Linked DNA regions of Gossypium arboreum: region 2 is linked to region 1. The links are chromatin contacts, called in public Hi-C maps. All regions are on one chromosome and are shown on one strand. The core of a region is the stretch at or near the end of the contact, and the rest is flanking DNA. Distances in the headings are between cores, read along the strand shown. Region 1 holds the start of LOC108460409. Region 2 holds the start of LOC108459330 (F-box protein SKIP14-like).

The links. A called contact is a pair of places that touch in the nucleus more often than the background predicts.
Region 2: a Hi-C map of leaf shows a contact between it and region 1, with 5 times the contacts expected there. The contact joins the promoter of LOC108459330 here to the promoter of LOC108460409 in region 1. A contact is called at or near these places in 2 of 5 Hi-C or Micro-C datasets (both in leaf).

What each region holds. Positions count from the first base shown.
Region 1 is chr4:24,748,325-24,751,439 of ASM2569848v2, forward strand. It overlaps LOC108460409, which reads left to right and starts at 1,626. Exons shown (of 12, transcript XM_017759895.2): 1 at 1,626-2,213; 2 at 2,320-2,395; 3 at 2,833-3,038. The coding sequence starts at 1,899. It overlaps LOC108460410 (COP9 signalosome complex subunit 3), which reads left to right. Exons shown (of 11, transcript XM_017759896.2): 9 at 96-217; 10 at 602-674; 11 at 766-1,045. The coding sequence ends at 834.
Region 2 is chr4:24,899,714-24,902,587 of ASM2569848v2, forward strand. It overlaps LOC108459330 (F-box protein SKIP14-like), which reads right to left and starts at 1,320. Exons shown (of 3, transcript XM_017758684.2): 1 at 968-1,320; 2 at 1-719. The coding sequence starts at 691. It overlaps LOC128291823 (a long non-coding RNA gene), which reads right to left. Exons shown (of 4, transcript XR_008281754.1): 4 at 2,779-2,874.

The DNA.
Region 1 (3,115 bases), core at 376-2,875:
GTAATGTTGGATCTTCTGTTTTAGTTAATTAAGGGTAAAGCTTCATATCATCTGTTTCATATTTCCACTGTTGACATGTTCATGTCAAACTTCAGATCCAAGATGGTGAGATATATGCAACAATCAACCAGAAGGATGGGATGGTTAGATTCCTAGAGGATCCTGAACTATATAAGACCTGTGAAATGATAGAGCATATTGACTTATCGATCCTAAGGTACACTCTATAGAATAGACACTGCTATCTTGTTTTGCTTGAATAGATAATTTTCTATTGCCTATGAACATACTTGTTTAGAAATAGTACTTTTTCAAGATTGGCATTTAGTATAATTTATAACAATCTACAATACAAAAATCCTGATAGGATTTGAGTTCTTGATTCAAGTGATACCTACTCAGGGAATTAACAAAATGTCCTAACAATAACAAAAATCCAGAGTGGGTGAGCAATGGTTCATTAGAAAGAGTTGCAACGCATAATGTTATTGATCATATAGATATTTAGTGGGCACTGGTGATTATTTGTTTGGCACTTTCAATTATAAACAAAGCTTTATCAAATGATTTTCTCCCCCTTTTTTCTGGTGTTCCATTACAGGTTGATGACCCTCTCAAAGAAGCTGACTGCCATGGATGAACTCATTTCATGTGATCCATTGTATCTAGGAAAAGTGAGCCTGCCATTTCCATTCATCAAATTGTTTTAGTTAATATGTTTAAGAACCATTGATTTGTAACTATACAATACCTTTCTGTGTCCAGGCTGGGAGAGAGCGACAAAGGTTCGACTTTGATGACTTTGACAGTGTTCCTCAGAGGTTTAATATTTGAGAGCGGTAAATGACAACTAGAAAGATGCTAGACATACCAATATATGTTCAAATGGCTCTGAGTTGTTAAAAGAGGTGGCAAATTTTCTGAAGTAGTTTTGTTCACTTAATCTATGGGATGTGTTTGCTCTTGCAAGAGATATTATTGAACAGAGTGATGGAAGACTAGCTTTTGCACATTACTTGAATAGATTCAATTGATTTCCATATAACTACTTCTTGCCCTTGCTGTATTTTTCTCATTTTTCTAATAATTGAAGTTGAGACTAGTTTAGATAGTTAAGTGTAGCAATGGAACAGTTTGAACAACCTCCCGATTCACGGAGGCTGAGGCTGAGGATGAAGCATTTTCATAGTAAGTGAATTACAAATTTCATGCTAGTGGGAAAGAACAGAACAAGAACAAAAACAAGGAACCTGAGGAAGAGGCAGCTCTGTTGATGTGAAAATGGTTTGAATACTAGAAATCACCTACAAAGAGTAGGGTCTCCAAAGTTGAAGTAATTCCAACAGTTCATACAAACACGCTTGAGGCTTTATTATTGATAAAAAGTTTTCTCACGAAAATCTAATTAGCATTTGTGATTTGAGTTGATGCTTGTGGTTAAATAATTATAGTGTATGCTACTTGCTGTAAACTAAGATCATAAGAAGGATTAATTCAAATTCTCAAAACTAACAGGAAATAAAAGATGCTTAACCATATATAAAAAAGAAATATATCGACAAGTTTGACATTGTTGTTACAGTAATTCTACAATAATTTAGAGAAAAAATAGGTTTAAAGGAAATATCATGCTTAGGAAATGCATAAAGAGGCTACCAACTTTCAACTCTAAGAAATCGGTAGAAATCAAGATCAAAATACCACAGTTTCTTCGTAATTCACATAAAAACACCCTGATTTTTGTTTGCCCCTAAGCCAATACAATCCAAGTATACCCCAGTCGAGACCCCACTCTTCTTCTCTTATCCCTTCCCTTCCCCAAAAATAATATCTTCAAGAAAAGTTACAAACCTCAGCCTTCTTCTCGCTTCTCCAGTTTCTTTCAAGCAGCTTCCTTAATGGAGCTCACTTGTTTGCATAACAAATTCAATTTGTCTGCTTTGCCTCACCTTTCACTTCCATCCTCCAAGAACCCTAACCCCAGATTCTTTTCTAGAAAAAGGAACAATCTTTGTCTGGCCTCAACTTCTGATACCCTTGTGACTGGTTCCGGAAAAGAAGTTAGCAGCAAGAAAGATGCTGAATTTGGGGACTTGAAATCTTGGATGCACAAAAATGGCTTGCCACCCTGTAAAGTTGTTCTCAAAGAGAGGCCTTCTTATGATGAGAAGCATAGACCTATACATTACGTCGCTGCCTGTGAGGATCTTCGGGTAATTAAAATGGCTTAAATTATTTGGTTCTGTTTGGCGTATTCTGTTCTGGGATCCTGTCAAAATTGCCATTTTTTTTTTGGGTTCTTTGTTCTTGGTTATGTAGGCGGGTGACGAGGCTTTTTCGGTGCCGAATTCATTGGTTGTAACGCTTGAGAGAGTGCTGGGAAACGAGACTGTTGGTAAGGTGCATTATATAAGATGTTGAAGATTTCATATAGCAATGGATATTCCTTTCAATACCCGAAACTTGATTTATATGAGGAGTTTTTGTGTATACATGAAATATCTTGGTAATTTTCTTCGAATTGGCAAAGGGTATTACGGACTTAAATAGTAGTTTAGACCGTAGTTACAGCTGTTTCTCTGCATTTTTGTTCCTAGTCTGCCGTGTATATTTCTAACTTGCAAATCTAGATATTGTAGAGATTTGTTTGTCCACCTACACTTCTATAGCGTTGTGGTAAATGTTGACTGATTAGAGGAGGAGATAAGCAATGTAGAGTAGGATTCCATTTCTTTGCAGCACTTAATGGAGCATCTATGTTCAGAATTTTTTTTGTCTTTTTTGCACTTAATTTAGTTGTGTAATTACCCTGACCTTTTCTAATTTATACAGCGGAACTTTTGACAACAAACAAGTTGTCAGAATTGGCATGCTTAGCTTTGTACTTAATGTATGAGAAGAAGCAAGGAAAGAAATCATTCTGGTATCCATATATTAGAGAGCTTGATCGCCAACGTGGAAGGGGCCAGCTGGCTGTGGAATCTCCACTTCTATGGTCAGATGATGAATTGGCTTACCTAACGGGTAGCCCCACTAAGGTAGCTGCAAAAACACATTGTCTTTTTATCCCCTTACCCTTGTTATTTTTCAATATCTGATTTACTGTTTTATAGTT
Region 2 (2,874 bases), core at 70-2,569, 150 kb after region 1:
CCATTACAAGGAGATCCTTAACACCAAGATAACCAAGGGTGAAAAACAAAGCATTATTTGGAGCATCTCCTTCACTATCATCACAAGAAACTCCATTGCAGCCCTCCAACCTATTACCTTCATCATTGAATATAAAACCTCCATTGGGAAGTCCATTACCAATCCCAAATCCATCAATAAATTCATTTGGGATTGATATTTCATCAACTTGAAAGGTACCTTCCTCCTGTTGGAAACTCAGGGTTCCATTTCGAACTCGATGATTACCTTTAAAGAAAGATGATTGATCATCATCAATGTTTTTATCATCATCTTCTGAACCAAATCCAGAAAAACTTGAATTGCCTTCTTCCTGTTGGAAACTCATGGTCCCATTCCAAACCCAATTTAGACCCTTCAACAAACGGTGATGATCAGTAATCTTATTTTCATCACCATCTTGCATGCCAAACACACATAAATCTGACCCCAATTCATTCTCAACATCATGAATCCAACCTGTGATTGCTGCAGCAAAAGTAGACCTTATTTCCATCCCAAATGGATCTGCAGGCAGTCTATCAACAATATCATCATTAACAGCCTCAGAAAAGCCTTTTGATTCACTTCCACTAAAATGATCATTTTCCACATCCCAATTGCAACTCCAATAACTCAACGAGTTCCCAATATCATCCCACTTCAATGCCATTTTTTATTGTCTTCAATCACCAACACATCTAAGGAAAAAAAAAAAAAAGAACCCTGAACTCAGCCAACAATTGAAACAAATAACATGATTCTAAACCAAACTATATATATGTATATATATATAAGTTAAACAAGGAAAAACAAGATAACCCATTATTTCAGGTGTCAAACCAGACCTAAAAAAAGTAAAATACACCAGAAATTCTATAGAGTTTCTTGTAAAAAAAAAAAATGAAAGGAGCCAAATTAAGCTCAAAAAAGATTTTTTTTTTTTTACCTTGTTTTGTGAATTTGGAGGCAAAAGTTGAAACTTTGAAAGAATGGCAAAGAAGTAAAGAAGGACAAGGGACCTGAAAGGGAAAAAATATCTTAATGTGAAAGAATCTAACCGAGGAGATAAAAGAATCAAAAGGTTTTTGACCAAACTTTATTTTTTTGGTTCATGCAAAGAGCAATGCAGAAAGAAAGAGAATGGGGAAGAAAAGTTAAAAGGGCAAAGAACAGAGGAAAATAAACAGAGTTGGCCAAAAATAGGGGACAAAGGAGAGCAAGAAGGAATGGGAAACAAGATTCCAGGCCAATTGGAGGAGTTTATTTAGGTGGTGACTTTCAAATTCTTTTTTTTAAAAGTGTATATAATTTTTTTTAGTGAATTGGAGTTTTTTATAATTTTAACAATTCATTTTGCTTTTATTAATTAGTAACACAAACCTTTTTGCAATTAAAAAAAAATAATGATTTATGATTTATTTACGGCTTTGAGTTTGATCCTTAAAATAAAAAATAAAATTATATTTTAATCTCTTAAATAAGAAAAAAATTCTATTTAGTGTCTTAAAAACATTAGAATTATAAATTAATACATAATAAAATTATATTTTAATCTATTAAAATTTTATAATTTAATTTCGACCCTCAAAAAGAAAATTGGGTTTGCATTTGCCCAAAATGGATAAAAAGAGTTAACAGATGTTAACTTTGTTGACATAAATTGTCACATCAAGAATTAATTAATTTTAATATTTTTACAAAAAATAAATAATTTTAATGACTTTCTATATTATTTAAATTCTTTGAATTTTAAAAGGCCCAATTAATTGTTAGTGTGACAATTCACGCAGTATATTTACATCAACAAAGTTGATATTTTAATTTATTTTGGATGATTTGATAAAAAATAAAATTTAAGTTTTAAAAGAAGGAAGAAAATAAACGAATGATTAAAATAATTTTAAAAAAATTGAAGTGTTAAAAAAAGCGTGGTTGGTTTGAAAAGAAAAAAGGGATTGCGATAGTTTTAGTTTTATGAGAATTTATTATTTAAAAATTGTATGAATAGTTAGTGTAAATAAATAATGTTTAACTTTTTAATTATAATTAAAAATACTATTTCAATTATTTGAAAATTTTTAAAAACAAAGGTAAAGGAAAACGAGAAAGGTACACAAAGACATCGACATTTTATCTAATCCACTTTTGATTTTCTGTTCACGAAATTCAAAAATAAAAATAAAAATAAAATTTAAGATTGGTTGAATTTATTTTACAATCTCTAAAGCATTAATTAGTCTTATGTTAGAAACATGGTTTCTTTTTGGTTTTTAATTACTTTCATAATCCCGTTGGGATATAAAATCCATTTTGGTCATCAATCATGATTTATTGAAATGGTATTTTTGATGTTTACATGAGCAAAAAGAGGGGTTAGTGTATAAAGGTTGTTTTGGTATATTGGGTGGCACAAGTAAAGTGAAAAAGGTTCAATTTGAGGGAATTTGGGAGAGATGTGTGGCTAATAAAAGAAAACTTTCATCACACACACTTAAGGCTTCACATCTTGTTTACCTGCCTTTCTAGGTTTTCTTTGCCTTGCCCATCCTACCTTTCTCCCCTATATTTTTCCAAGGTGAAAAACTCTTTTAAGGATAAAAGTTGTTTGAATGTGGAGCTATTGATTTCTTGCAAACGGCAAAGGGTTGCTTAAGTAAACAGGTTTGGAACAGTTGTATATTTCTATGGTCAAGCCAACCTGATGCCATACCCTAAAATGAGACGCACATTACTTCCCCCCATCACAAGGAAACATCCTTCATAAAATGTTCCAAATTGGATTCAAAAAGGGATATAGAATCCTATTCTATACACAAAATATGTAAGGTACACACTTCAAATAGGCAAGGTAAA